3 separate regions of the Sus scrofa genome follow, and all the other regions are linked to region 2. A link is a contact called in public HiChIP or PLAC-seq data. All regions are on one chromosome and are shown on one strand. The core of a region is the stretch at or near the end of the contact, and the rest is flanking DNA. Distances in the headings are between cores, read along the strand shown.

Region 1 (4,063 bases), core at 180-2,679, 330 kb after region 2:
GTACCAATTAACATAACCCCTTAAAAAATTGTTGTCAGCAGGAAGTACCTAGAAAAATTCTGAGAAGTTAATGATACCATGACTTGACATCAAGGGGAAATGGTAGCATAATTTTTACTTAATATTTTGTCAGCAATCATATAAGGGTATGAGATATATACAACAGCTTATCTACATCTAATTTCCCATATAAAGAAGGCTGATGTAGAGTCCTAGACTATATGTCTCTTCTCTACCAATCATAAGGAACTACAAGAAAATCCTAGAAGGAAATGTTGGCAATTCATAAGTAGCAGTAAAATCACCTATTAATGATGACATTTAGCAAGTGCTTACTAAGTGCCAGACGTTATTACAAGAACTTTCAATACAATACCCAACCTTCACAACAACCTAGGAAGTAGGCAAAATTAACCTCTTTTTTGTGAAAGAGAACATGGAGACTCAGAGAAGTTCACCTATTTGTCTAAGATCACACAGCCAGCATTGGTCAAACACGTCGAACACCATTTATCTGGCACTGTGTAAGGAGGCCAGGAGAGTTGGGGGAGGGCAAAGGTCAAAAGGGAGACATCCTTGACCCAGAAATGGGCCATACACTGCTTCTACCCAAAGAATCTGCAGCGAAGCTAAGGCATGAGGATAAATTACTATAATCCAAGATAGAAAATATGAGGTGCCACAAAAAATGCACAATTGAGTTCCATCCCAGTGTGTATGGGTATGCGGTCAGGAGGGAGTAGGGGTAGGTGGAGAGTAGGTAAGATGAAGTCCAGGCAGAAAAAATTACAGAATGAACGGGAATAACCTTATGCTTCACAAATTTATATATATCACTGGGGCTTGATTCCTTTTCTCTGCATTCACTGAGTTTCTTTCCTGTGTGAGTAATTCGGTAATAGAGTACACAGTAAGCAGACTGGGAGCTTCCTGAGGACAGGTGCTATCCGCACTATATCCTCATGCCTAGGATGGTGTCTGGCACACACTCATGGTCAAGAAATACTGAATTAGTCATAGAATAAATGAATGTGTTAATTGATTTAAAAAAGGCCAAATGAATGAATACAGAAACACAAAGTCAGGTGTACACTGTTAAGAAATATAGACCACACTGGAGTTCATGAACTCAAGTTCCCTGACTGCTAAAGCCCCTGTCCCCAGGTGTAACTTTGCAAACATGAGCGCCAAGGGACTTTTGCTAGACAGCAGGTGGGAGTTCTCTTAACCAAGAGACCACACTAGTGACCTAACTGGTCAGAGATTTGAAGAACACAAAGAAGCAAAACATGAATTTTTGTTTTAGTCCCCATTACAGCAGGAAGCAGAAAGTGAACCACAAAAGCTGTATTATCTAGAACTTTCTTGAGCTATAAAGTAACTCATTTGCAGAAGTCGTTGATTTTGTACATGGGGACTGTTTGGTGAGATTGAGGAAGCAAATGATGGTTGACTTCCTGGAGTGAGTCATGGCTGTAACCCCCTTTGGCGGTATTAATAGAACAGGGGGAAAATTTCCAGGAAACATCAATTACCACAACTACCAAAATAGAAAAGACGGCTGGTGACTTAATCACTAAACTTTTGGGGAGACTACACCCTTTCTTTATCAGAAAAAGATAACAATAAATCAAACTAACACATTTTGAAACTAATTAACAGTATTCCTTTACAGTTTGCAGAGTTACCTTTTAATCCTAAAATTATGCTTTAGTAAAATGACCATACCTAGTCTAAGCTAATTATAGTTAAACAAAGATTCTAAGCTCAAGGTTAAACCTCCAAGAAATGGATATATGTATTACATGATTCATTCATCCATCCATTCCTTCCTTCAAACCTGAAATTTAAGTATTTATGGGTATCTACTACTATGTTTTAGATTCATACTCTCTCAGACACAAAGAACTAAATAAAAGAGATAAGAACTATAATAAATGTCTTGATCTCTATCCTCTTTTATGGCCAAATCTCTTTGTGTTGTTTGCAGGTTATCCTGGCATTAGAGCTGAGAGATTTATTCAGTTCAACAGCTTTAGAAAATGCTGGAAACCTTAGGTCAATCTGGTTTAAAAACCTAAGGGATTGCAGTCCTACTCTAAAGGCATGCCATATCTGCCTTTATAGCTTTATTACTTCATAACCTGGCAGCAGAGTGTAGCACCAGGACCAGAGTGCCTGGGTTCAAAACCCAGTTCTACTACTTAATAACTGCGACAATTTTTTGTTTGTTTGTTTGTTTGTTTGTTTGTTTGTTTATTTATTTATTTATTGCTTTTGAGGGCTACACCTGTGCATATGGAAGTTCCCAGGCTAGGGGTAGAATTGGAGCTGCAGCTGCAGGTCTGCATCACAGCCACAGCAATGTGGGATCCTAGCCACATCTTTGACCTATGCCACAGCTCACGGCAACACCAGATCCTTAACTCGTGGAGTGAGGCCAGGGATCAAACCCACATCCTCATGGATACTAGTCTGGTTCTTAACCAACTGAGCCAGAATGGGAACTCCTTTTACTTTTTTTTTTAAATCTTTTTAGGGCCACACCTGCAGCATATGGAGGTTTCCATGCTAGAGACTGAATCAGAGCTATAGCTGCCAGCCTATACCACAGCCACAGAAACATCAGATTCGAGCCACATCCATGACCTATCATGCAGCTTGCCACAATATCAGATCCTTAGCCCAATGATAGAGATCGGGGATCAAACCCTCATCCTCATGGATACTAGTCTGGTTCTTAACCTGCTGAGCCACAACAGGAACTCCAATAACTATGTGACTTAGAGCAAGTCATTTCACACCTCTGTGCATTCAACAAATAGAAATGAATAACAGCACTATTTTATAAGATTATTATGAAATAAGCGCGCGCGCACGCACGCACACACACACACACACACACACACACACATGCTTGGAATAGTAACTGCAACGTAACACTTCAGAAAACTTTACTATCATTCTCATTACTATCATTACCCCACTCAGTCTAAGAGGGGGGTTTTTCATGACTCTTCACAGGAATAGAACCACCTGCACAGCTATGACCCTGGCCATGTATGCCAACAGATCTCCATCTGCTTACTCACTTATGATCCATCACTGTGCTCTGTTGTCCTGACTACAATGAAACCACATGCCCCAGCCCTAAGGGATATTATATTCAAGCAATCCAGTTGGACAATCTCTCCCTCATTGTGGTTGACTTCTTCCACTCGCCTATTTAAATTCAATAAGTGTGGCTGAAGAAATAGTCTGGCCATCCCATTCTCACCCATCTCAAACACATAAAAATCTTCTAAACTAACCAGTTTCAAATATCCTTTATGGCCCCCAAGTACTTTACCACGTTGTTTTATTTACAGCAGAATGGAATTTAATTAAAAGAATACTTTGGCAAGTACCAGTAATAAGCTGGTATTAAGCATGCTTCCACTTTCTTCAACATGCTATCTCCTCAAAAGGCTGTAGCCATGAAGACCTCTACTACGTTCTCTAGCAGAAAACACTGAAAGCAACACATACAACAGGCCACAGGGCAATATCTGAATAAATTCAGGTTTATCTAACTCCAAACACTATAATGGTAAATATGATGGGGAAAATTCTTATTCTATAACATTAAATGAAAAAAAATGCAAAAGCATGTCTCTCCTGATTACACATTATTAAAAATAATTTTAGTAATTCTATACATTAGACCATATTGCTGGAGACAAAATTGGTACCTAGAAAATGGGATCAATATATTAAGGAGGCAGGACTGTGGGTGTACTCTTTAATGAATTTGTTTTCTTATTCTTACAAAAAGCACATGTGCACATTTTCAAAATCTACCAATAATCTTCAAATTTACCTAAAGTCCACAAAGAAAAAAATACCTTAAGAAGGATTTATATGATTGAAATACATTAGAAAATTTCAAGTGCATAACATATCATCTTAATAGCAGGAACTTTTCCTTCTGAAAGATACACAAGTACTCCCCAAATTAAATCCAGGCATTATTTATCACGTCACTCAAATGCAGGCACTTGGGAGCGGAAGCTCTCATATCCTC
Region 2 (4,083 bases), core at 556-3,055:
TTCTCATAAATGTAGGACACTGAATTATTAAATAATCTTCAAGTTAAAAAAAAATATTTTTAAGACCTGACAGTATATCAGATGCTTGTTACTATGAAACACTCAAAAAGAGCACTTGCCTTCTTGCCTTGCAATAAAGATGATGCCAGCCTTGCCTGGCATCCTCTGATTCTGCAGGGAGGTGAGCAAAAGAGAGATCCAGGAAGTAAGTTCTTTTTTTTTTTTTATTTTTTTTAAGTAAGCCTGACTAGGGGAAGGAATTACCATGTCCCCATTCAAAGTCATCAGAATATCAGAGAATTTCCACCCAAACTCCCCAGCAATTTTCATCTACAAGTTGGGCCTGTGCATTTGCCCTTGAGTGCAACAGCTCTTATGATAATTCTACAGCTGGAAGCAAGACAGCTGGCTTCACTCTCACATCCTTCTTTTCAATTTTTTACATTTACATTTCAGCAATGACTGCTGACAGGCTCCCCAAGCCAAGTTCTCTTCTCTGCTTCTTATACACACATAGAGTCCCAAATCCAAGGTACAGCAAAGGACAAAGAGTCAAAGACTCTCTTAGGAGACACTGGGATCTAAATGGAAACCCAATTCCCCTCCAGCCACCCGCCCCAAATAAATATCAAAGCAACCAGAGGCACACCCGTTGGGACAAGAACTAAGGGAAAGAAAAAAAGAATAAAATGTGATAACCCCCACCCCAATAATGGTTTCAAATTCATAAGGGAATATGCCAAAAATCTCAAATGGCTATAACACCAATTGTAGAAGGTTAAAACCTATGAGAGAGGGAGAAATAAAAGCCTTGCATGTTCAGAAAAGGCCCCATCTATTTAGGGAAGTTCCAGGAAAGCTTTTTTAAGGTTGGATGAGATAGATTTTCAAATGGTGGAGATGGAGAAAGGTACAAGGCAGACAGCAGGCTGGGCACAGAGAGAGAAGGCTAAGATAGCAATGTCTGGGAGAAGTGTCCAGTTTGGCCCAGTATTGTAAAAGGAATGTGGAGGAGAGGCGTGTGGGGTAAAAGTGAAGTGTTTCAGGACTGCTTCTTACACGAGCTGGGCTGGAGGTCTAGGCACATAGATCTCAAATCTGGGTGTGCAAAGGAACCTTCTCCAAGAGCCTTATAAACAATGCTAACTTCCTGGCTTCTTGTGCAGGAATTCTGGGGAGTAGTCCAGAATTTTGTTTTTAATGAGGACTTCAGGGTGATTCCAAAGCAGGTGGCCTCTGGCACATTTTGGGAAAACCAAGCTCCCTGAGGCTCATGACTGGTGACTGGTCCTCAGACTCTTCAAGCTCTCAAACCAGCAGTGTGCAGATAACATTCTGGAGACTGAAACATGGAAGAATAACTGTCCTTTGGGGATTCAAGCTACACAAACTTCTCTTCTGCAGGTTCTGTACATATGTTCCTGAGCCTCAGTCTATGCAGTTATTTACTGCTCAGAGCCTCCACACTTTGAGTTTTATTCAGCCCCATCAGCCTCTCTGAACCCTCACTTAGCCACTGGGGTAAGAAATACCATTTTCATTCTATTTGTGAGGAAATTTAAGCTAAAAGAAATGAAGTGAATGCAGACTAGTGTCTGAAGTTAAATTCCATATTCTTTCTCTAAAAATATTTGCTGCCTCATCTCAGGCCCCCTAAATGAAAGATTGAATATCTTACTTAGGACTCTTCCAACTTATTTTCTGGTTTATTTTTAAGATCAGTTTGAAAGCATAATCTCTCTCTCTCTCTCTCTCTCTCACACACACACACACACACACACACTCTCTCTCTCTCTCTCTCCTTTCCTCCCTCTATCTCCTCTGCCCAAATCTTTAATTCTAATCGAAAATGTATTCATTTTTCGGTTCTGAGGGTACAGTCCAGTTAAAAAGACCCTACTAATACAGATTTTGCACTGTACTGAGTAATTATCATTCCTTCATCCTTTAGGAGATATAGGATAAATATGAAAGAAAACAAGGAACAGACTCCTTCCCCATTTTCTTTCCAACCTTTTATCTATCTCTAAAGTAGGAAGTTTACTGAACCACTGCCAACAATTCACTCAGCCTAATGAAGTGTATAAGTAATAGGATTAAATAATCTTAAACCATTATTACAGCGGCCTGATGCTGACATTCATCCAAACTCTGGCAAACACCAAGTGGTGAGTTCATGCTTGATTTAAAAATAAACAAACTAGGGCAGTGGGAAAGTTCTAGCATAAAGTTTCAGAGGCATGTAACCTGGAAATCTGAGACTCTCCATTCTGGTTAGGGCTGAAGCAACTTCTGTCTTATGTCTAAACTCTCCAACCAAAATTTATGCAATCCAGTATTTTCTAGGGATGTTACTCTGGGCCCTGTAGTCACATATGGTTAAACCTCTCATGTCAGTCCCAAAGAAAGCAGTTCTTTGAAGGCATCATCAAGGCTCATGGTTTCTATTCCTGCCTCTGACATTAATAAACCATATAACCTCAGGCAAATCAGTCAGCTTTCTCAGGCTTTAGGTTTTCTCAGCTATAAAATGACGTTATTGAATTTCTAAGGTTCCTCCTGGCTCTTAAAAAGCATTCTATCTCTATGACAAGAGAAAAAAGTAGAGTTTGGGATAGCAGACTGTGGCAAAAGGTATGTCTGGCTAGGTCTCTATTATTCTGGGCCATCTTCTTCCAGGTGGGAGCCTTACTACCCTTTCCAGGGAGGGCCGTATAGCCTGCAGGGATGTGGTGGGCAGTAATGAAAATCAGCAAAGGGCTAGGGGCTCTATAGGGGAAAAGGCTAAATAAAATCCATCAGCAAAGGACAGTGCAGTAACTATTCTCCCACTGAAAGTTGAGCTGTTGTATAATTACAGGGTGATGATATAAATGCCTGTTAAAGTGAGAGGTGCTTTCCAAAGCATATTCAATCCTCCAATCATTTTGCTCCTGAGTTAATTATCCCTGTAAAATTTTATAGCATTCTTCACTTAGATCATTTACCCTTTTAAAGGTTTACCTAGGTATTTTGTTTTTGTTGCTTCTTCATAAAGATTTTTTTCCCATTTTATTTTCTAAATGTAAATTTCTATTTTGATTTTGCTAGGTTACTAATAAATAATTTAGGTTTCCTTAGATTTTCTTAAATAATTATCATATAATTCATACATATTTATACACCCTAGTCTTACAATTTTGAGTGAAAAAGTCTCAGAAAAATAAGTATGATACAATACATTCATTTAAAATTAAGAAATACTATATGCAAACAACACAACATATATATTAGAGATAATATATAATAATATATATCATATATAAAGTATGATATATATAATATATATATTAGAGATAATACATAACATATACTATATATAATATATATTAGAGCTAATATATAATAATATATGATATATATTACATATTAGAGATATGCAATAAAACTGTACAGAAATGTATGTTTTATTTGTTTTTTTCTGTCTTTTCTAGGGCTGCACCTAGAACAGCACATGGAGGTTCCCAGGCTAGGGATATAATTGGAGCTGTAGCCGCCTGCCTACACCAGAGCCACAGTAACGCCAGATCTGAGCTGCATCTGTGACCCACACCACAGCTCACGGCAATGCCAGATCCTTAACCCACTGAGCGAGGCTGGGGATCGAACCTGCAACCTCATGGTTCCTAGTTGGATTCATTAACCACTGAGCCATGATGGGAACTCCCATGGATGTTAAAACAAATTTAGCATATTAGCTACCACTGTACAGGAGCCTTGAGAATGTGATTGGGGTAAGAACCTAAGAGATTTCAACTGGATTTCTAATATTTTATTTCTTAAATTGGATAATGGGTACATGGTATATCGTCTTATTATGCTTTATAACTTTGTGTCAGAAATATTATATACTTGAAATAGTATATACATAAAAGAAAAAAGTCGTATAATATATATTGTTTTTGTTTCCAAATTTCCATTACAAAGGCTAGAATGTTAAGAATAATACTAATATAATAGCAGGAATTCCGTGGATATCTAGGAAAATCTAGGAAGAGGGCTCACCATTAGTTTATTTTATCCTATTAAACTTAAATATCTTCT
Region 3 (4,317 bases), core at 1,735-4,234, 410 kb after region 2:
AAAAACGAAAATAACTGATTAAGCTGCAGGATCCTGGCTTTCGACTCAAGCTTTTTTAATTTTTTTTTTTTTTTTAATTCTTCCCCTCTAGGAATTGAGTAATAGAGTAAAACAGCCAGTGTGGAAATACTCGCTCTATGGGGAATGAAGAGTTATCGTACCCATAGCCCAGCATTCCTCCTGACTGAGACATCAGTGTATAATGAAAAGAGCACGGACTCTGGGAGCCTCAAGACTTGGGATCCAGTCCCAGTTTGACCCCTGGTGAATCCCACTTCTGAGGAAATGAAGGGCGTTGAAAAGATAAAGACTGCTGGATTCCTTCAACCCGCCTTCCATGATTCCCAGGGAGCAACTTCACAGGGCTCCCTCCTGTCTCTCAAGGCTTGGGGAAGGAATGCCTAGGAATGCTGGCACAGACCCAGTCATTGTCAGCAGGCCTGTAGCCAACAGACTCGAAATTGGTCTCCAGCCGAAAACAATGCTTCTCAAACTCTAATGAGCCTAGGAACTACCTAGGGATCTTATTAAAATGCAGATTCTGATCAGTAAGTCTGGAGTGTGGCCTGAGGTCTGCATTTCTAACAAGCTCCCAGGTGATGCTGATGCTCCTGGTCTTCAAACCAAACTCTAAGAAGCAAGGATCTAAAAAATCTAAAGATGAAGTTAGGAAGTAGAATCTATAAGAACAGGTCGCATGTGCCTGTCTCATTTGGGCTAGGATGCAAACTATTAATCACACAGACAATAATATTTTTGTATTATATAGCACAGTGGTATTCCACTTATCCTCCCAACAGTCCTGCCACTAGGGTGTGATTTCCATTTTACAGACAACGAAACTGAGATCCAAAGAAATCAAGATACTGCATCCAAGGTCCGGCAGCTAACAGTGCTGGATTCCCAATCCAGCTATATTTACCTGGGAAGTATGAGCATGAGCGAACAGATGACAGAAAATTTAATTAGCTGTTACTGTAGGATGCTGGTATGAAGTCTGGTCCTTGTTCTGCCTGCCCATCTGAAGGTGTTGCCCCTGACAATCTCCAAGGCCTCTTCCATGTCTCACACCAGCGGTCAGTCCCAGGGCTCCCACATAGACTCACGGTGGGTCACCAGGCCTTGAGATGAGCTTCACACATGTGGCAGTCATTACATCTTGGCACGATCCAAATTCTAACTGCTCACATCTGCATCTGTGCTGATCTGTGCACAGCCAGGAGTCTATCTCTAGTAAAAATCCCCCGCATAATAGGGAGAAAACAACAAATGGATTTCCCAAAGCATTGAGATTCCAATTCAGTTGATAACCTGCAGTATGATCAGGGCTCTATGACCCTATCACTCTGTCTCCTCCTCCTCTCACTTATAAAAATGGAGAAACTGAGAATACTAACCTGATACAAGTTTGAAAGAATGGGAAAAATATGAGTTATTTATAAGGCAGTTTATACAACTGCCCAACTTTCTTATTCTGCCTGAAGGTACCAGCAGAGTACTTAATTAATGAATTTTCATGTAAATGTTTCAGGACATATGATCTTGTTCATCTCTGAACTCCCATTGCTCACATTCAGAGTATTCTTCAGGGGGCCTCTGTCCAATTCCTACCAGAAACTTCTACAGTTTTTAGAATTGTTTCACTGTCCCTATTCATAGTCTGTGTTATCTCTGGAGGTATTCACACATCTTGAAGCAGATGTGCATTTGAATCCAGACTTTGCTATTTTATTTGCTGTATGACATTAGACAAATTACACAAACTCTCTGAGCTCAGGGTCCACATAAGAAAGGTGGGAAAAAATAATTTTCTACTTTATGAGATTAATGAAATGAAGTATTAAAATGGATAGCACTTAGCAGATTTTGGATTAAAACAACACCTGAGTGAGTGAATGTGTGTGAGTGAGTGAATGAATAAAATAAGTAGAATAAGAATTTCAATATTAAGACATCACTCAACAACTTGAAATGTAATAAATGTCCAGAGTCATGCTCATAAATGAGTCTGACACTCAGAGCAAAACAATAGGTGAATTGTGGGAGAAATCCAACAGCAAAGGAAATGTATGTTACCCAAATGTCATCACAGACTTCCCACACTGAAAAATATCTTTTGCTTAATCTAGAACCTATATATGATCTTCAGAAGGTTTACAGACCTCCTGAAATTATAGACAACATTCTATGCAGACATGTATTTTCTATTTCATAGATTCATCTGCATTTCCAAATATTCCATAATCCTTTCCCCTACCGCTAAACACACACACAGAGAGACAAATTAATAACTACTGCCTTAGGCAAGTCCCTTGACAGAAAGGGATCTTCCAACTCAGAGAGAAAGAAGTTTATTTAATAAAACAAGGCTAAAAGACACAAGCATGCAGCTTAGAAAGAGACAGTGGAAGTTTTCATGATGAGCACTCCAAACCAGACAAAGAATTTCAGATTCAGCTTGGCTGCAAACTTGCTATGGGACCTTAGAAAAATCAGAGACTCATGAAAATCAGAGTTGGGGAAACTCAGACATCATCTATTTCACTCGCTTCCGCCTCCTCCCCCTCCCATATTACAGATGGAGAAACTGAGGTTCAGAGGAAAGTCATGCTTTCACCAAAGTCACAGCAAATTAAGTAGAGCCAGGATTGAACCACAGACTCAGTAATATAATTGCCACACTCTACATGCCAGGATTATGAGGTATAAGATAAGTGTTAAGACCCAGTGGCCTCAAAGTTATCTTCTAACTATTAGATAATTACTACTCTCTTCTCTGGAAATCTCATGAAAACATTAGTTTGATTTTGGCAAAGATCATCCCAGCTGATTGTCAGTCCCAGCCCAGTCCCACGAGAACAAGGCAGAGAGAAGGTCTGAAAGAATGAAAGATGCTGCTGTTAATCTTGGGTAGCACAGTGACTGTGAACTGCAGGCCTTGAACTAGATTTCACCATGTTGGCTATTACTCTCCTGTCCCCTGTGTATTAATCCTGCATCTGTCTTCTCTTTATTAATGTTCCCAACTATGCGTAGTACATAGCCAGCTAGGAACTCATACTCAGCTTCCTATAATTCACTGGATCAGAAAAGGGCAGGAAGACACAGTGGTGAGGTCAGGGGCAAGTAATCTCTTACAGGAAGAACTACAGGGAAATCCACAGCCTCCTAATAAACACAGAGAAGACAAGCAGCCAGAATCCTCTATACCATGCCTCATGGAAAAAACAGAGAGGCTTGGCATCCATTTATGTTTCAAGGGCAGCTCACATCCCTGTGTTGACAATGGGATTGGTTTTGCCTGAAAATGGCGTCCCTTTAAAATCAGGAAGAGAAAGCACACTTCACATAGAGATTTCTCTCCTAAAACAGAGATATAACTATGGAGTCAGAAGAAAGAATTCTAGCCCAGATCTTCTAGCCCACTAATACATTAGACAAATCAGATTCTCTCCTTGACCCAAAATCTCCATCTCTGTAATGAAAGAATTTGGCTAGAGTGGTTCTTAAAGTCCCCTCTGCCTTTAACATTCTGATCTCTCCTTAAGGTCACTGACTGCAACCCTGGAAAAGTCAAACAACAAACAGAAGAGGAACCTCTCTATGCTACCAGAGTCTGTGAAACTGAGACCCAGATTATAGAGCAGAGAAACACGGAAGAACAGATGTTTTTTCTTTTCTACCAGAAACTGAATGGGAACCAAAAAAATGCATAAATGGCCAATCATACTGTATGTATAGTTCAAATCACTACCTGCCCTTCTGGTATGTACAAAAGTCAAATGCTGAAAAGAACAACTATTTTCACATACTGCATTCTCCTATGACATTGGAAAAGCGGCAGTAGGAGAAAGGATTGGCCAAGGGAAAAACATTGTAAAAAATAGGACATTTGACTAGAAGAAATGCCATACTGACCAGTCCAACTTTATCTGTTGTTAGATACTGAAAAGGACCCCAGAGAAGGGAAAGTGACTTGTCCAAGGCCCAGAGCTAGCAGTAGAATTAGATTCTCATGAATTTGGGTTCATAGAACATAACCCATAATGCATTGCTTCACTCCTGCAAACAATGAGATTCTATCCAGATGACTAAGAAAATAATTTTACTTATAACTACTGTCTCTACCTCCACCTCAAAAAAAAAAAAAAAAAAAATCACTGATTTATTTGTGTTAAGACAGATTAGGGCTGTTTCTATTAAATTATAATAAACAATGCACTCTAGCAATATAGACAAGTCCATGAGAATTAATTGGGCATTATTCATCCCTGCTAATGAATCACCTTGTAGAAAATAAGGAAAATCAATGTTCTA

What was found. HiChIP or PLAC-seq counts read pairs in DNA pulled down with a chosen protein or histone mark.
Region 1: a contact with region 2 is called in an H3K27ac HiChIP or PLAC-seq map of alveolar macrophages. The contact joins two enhancer-like sites. A contact is called at or near these places in 1 of 47 Hi-C or Micro-C datasets (epiblast stem cells) and 1 of 2 datasets of contacts at active chromatin or transcription factors (alveolar macrophages).
Region 3: an H3K27ac HiChIP or PLAC-seq map of skeletal muscle shows a contact between it and region 2. The contact joins two enhancer-like sites. A contact is called at or near these places in 2 of 47 Hi-C or Micro-C datasets (fibroblasts and skeletal muscle) and 2 of 2 datasets of contacts at active chromatin or transcription factors (alveolar macrophages and skeletal muscle).

The regions. Positions count from the first base shown.
Region 1 is chr13:126,039,072-126,043,134 of Sscrofa11.1, reverse strand. The region is part of intron 3 of LPP (lipoma-preferred partner); the gene reads right to left. Among named protein-coding and RNA genes, the nearest start is that of MIR28, 240 kb to the left of the region's middle. Within about 2 kb of position 1,429, at least 12 of the 83 cell types and tissues checked have an H3K27ac peak or open chromatin away from gene starts, as enhancers often do. A contact at or near this core is called in alveolar macrophages, where this site is marked.
Region 2 is chr13:126,366,408-126,370,490 of Sscrofa11.1, reverse strand. All of the region lies in intron 8 of LPP (lipoma-preferred partner), which reads right to left. Among named protein-coding and RNA genes, the nearest start is that of MIR28, 86 kb to the right of the region's middle. Within about 2 kb of position 1,805, at least 7 of the 83 cell types and tissues checked have an H3K27ac peak or open chromatin away from gene starts, as enhancers often do. A contact at or near this core is called in alveolar macrophages and skeletal muscle, where this site is marked.
Region 3 is chr13:125,961,993-125,966,309 of Sscrofa11.1, reverse strand. All of the region lies in intron 2 of LPP (lipoma-preferred partner), which reads right to left. Among named protein-coding and RNA genes, the nearest start is that of LPP, 180 kb to the right of the region's middle. Within about 2 kb of position 2,984, at least 8 of the 83 cell types and tissues checked have an H3K27ac peak or open chromatin away from gene starts, as enhancers often do. A contact at or near this core is called in skeletal muscle, where this site is marked.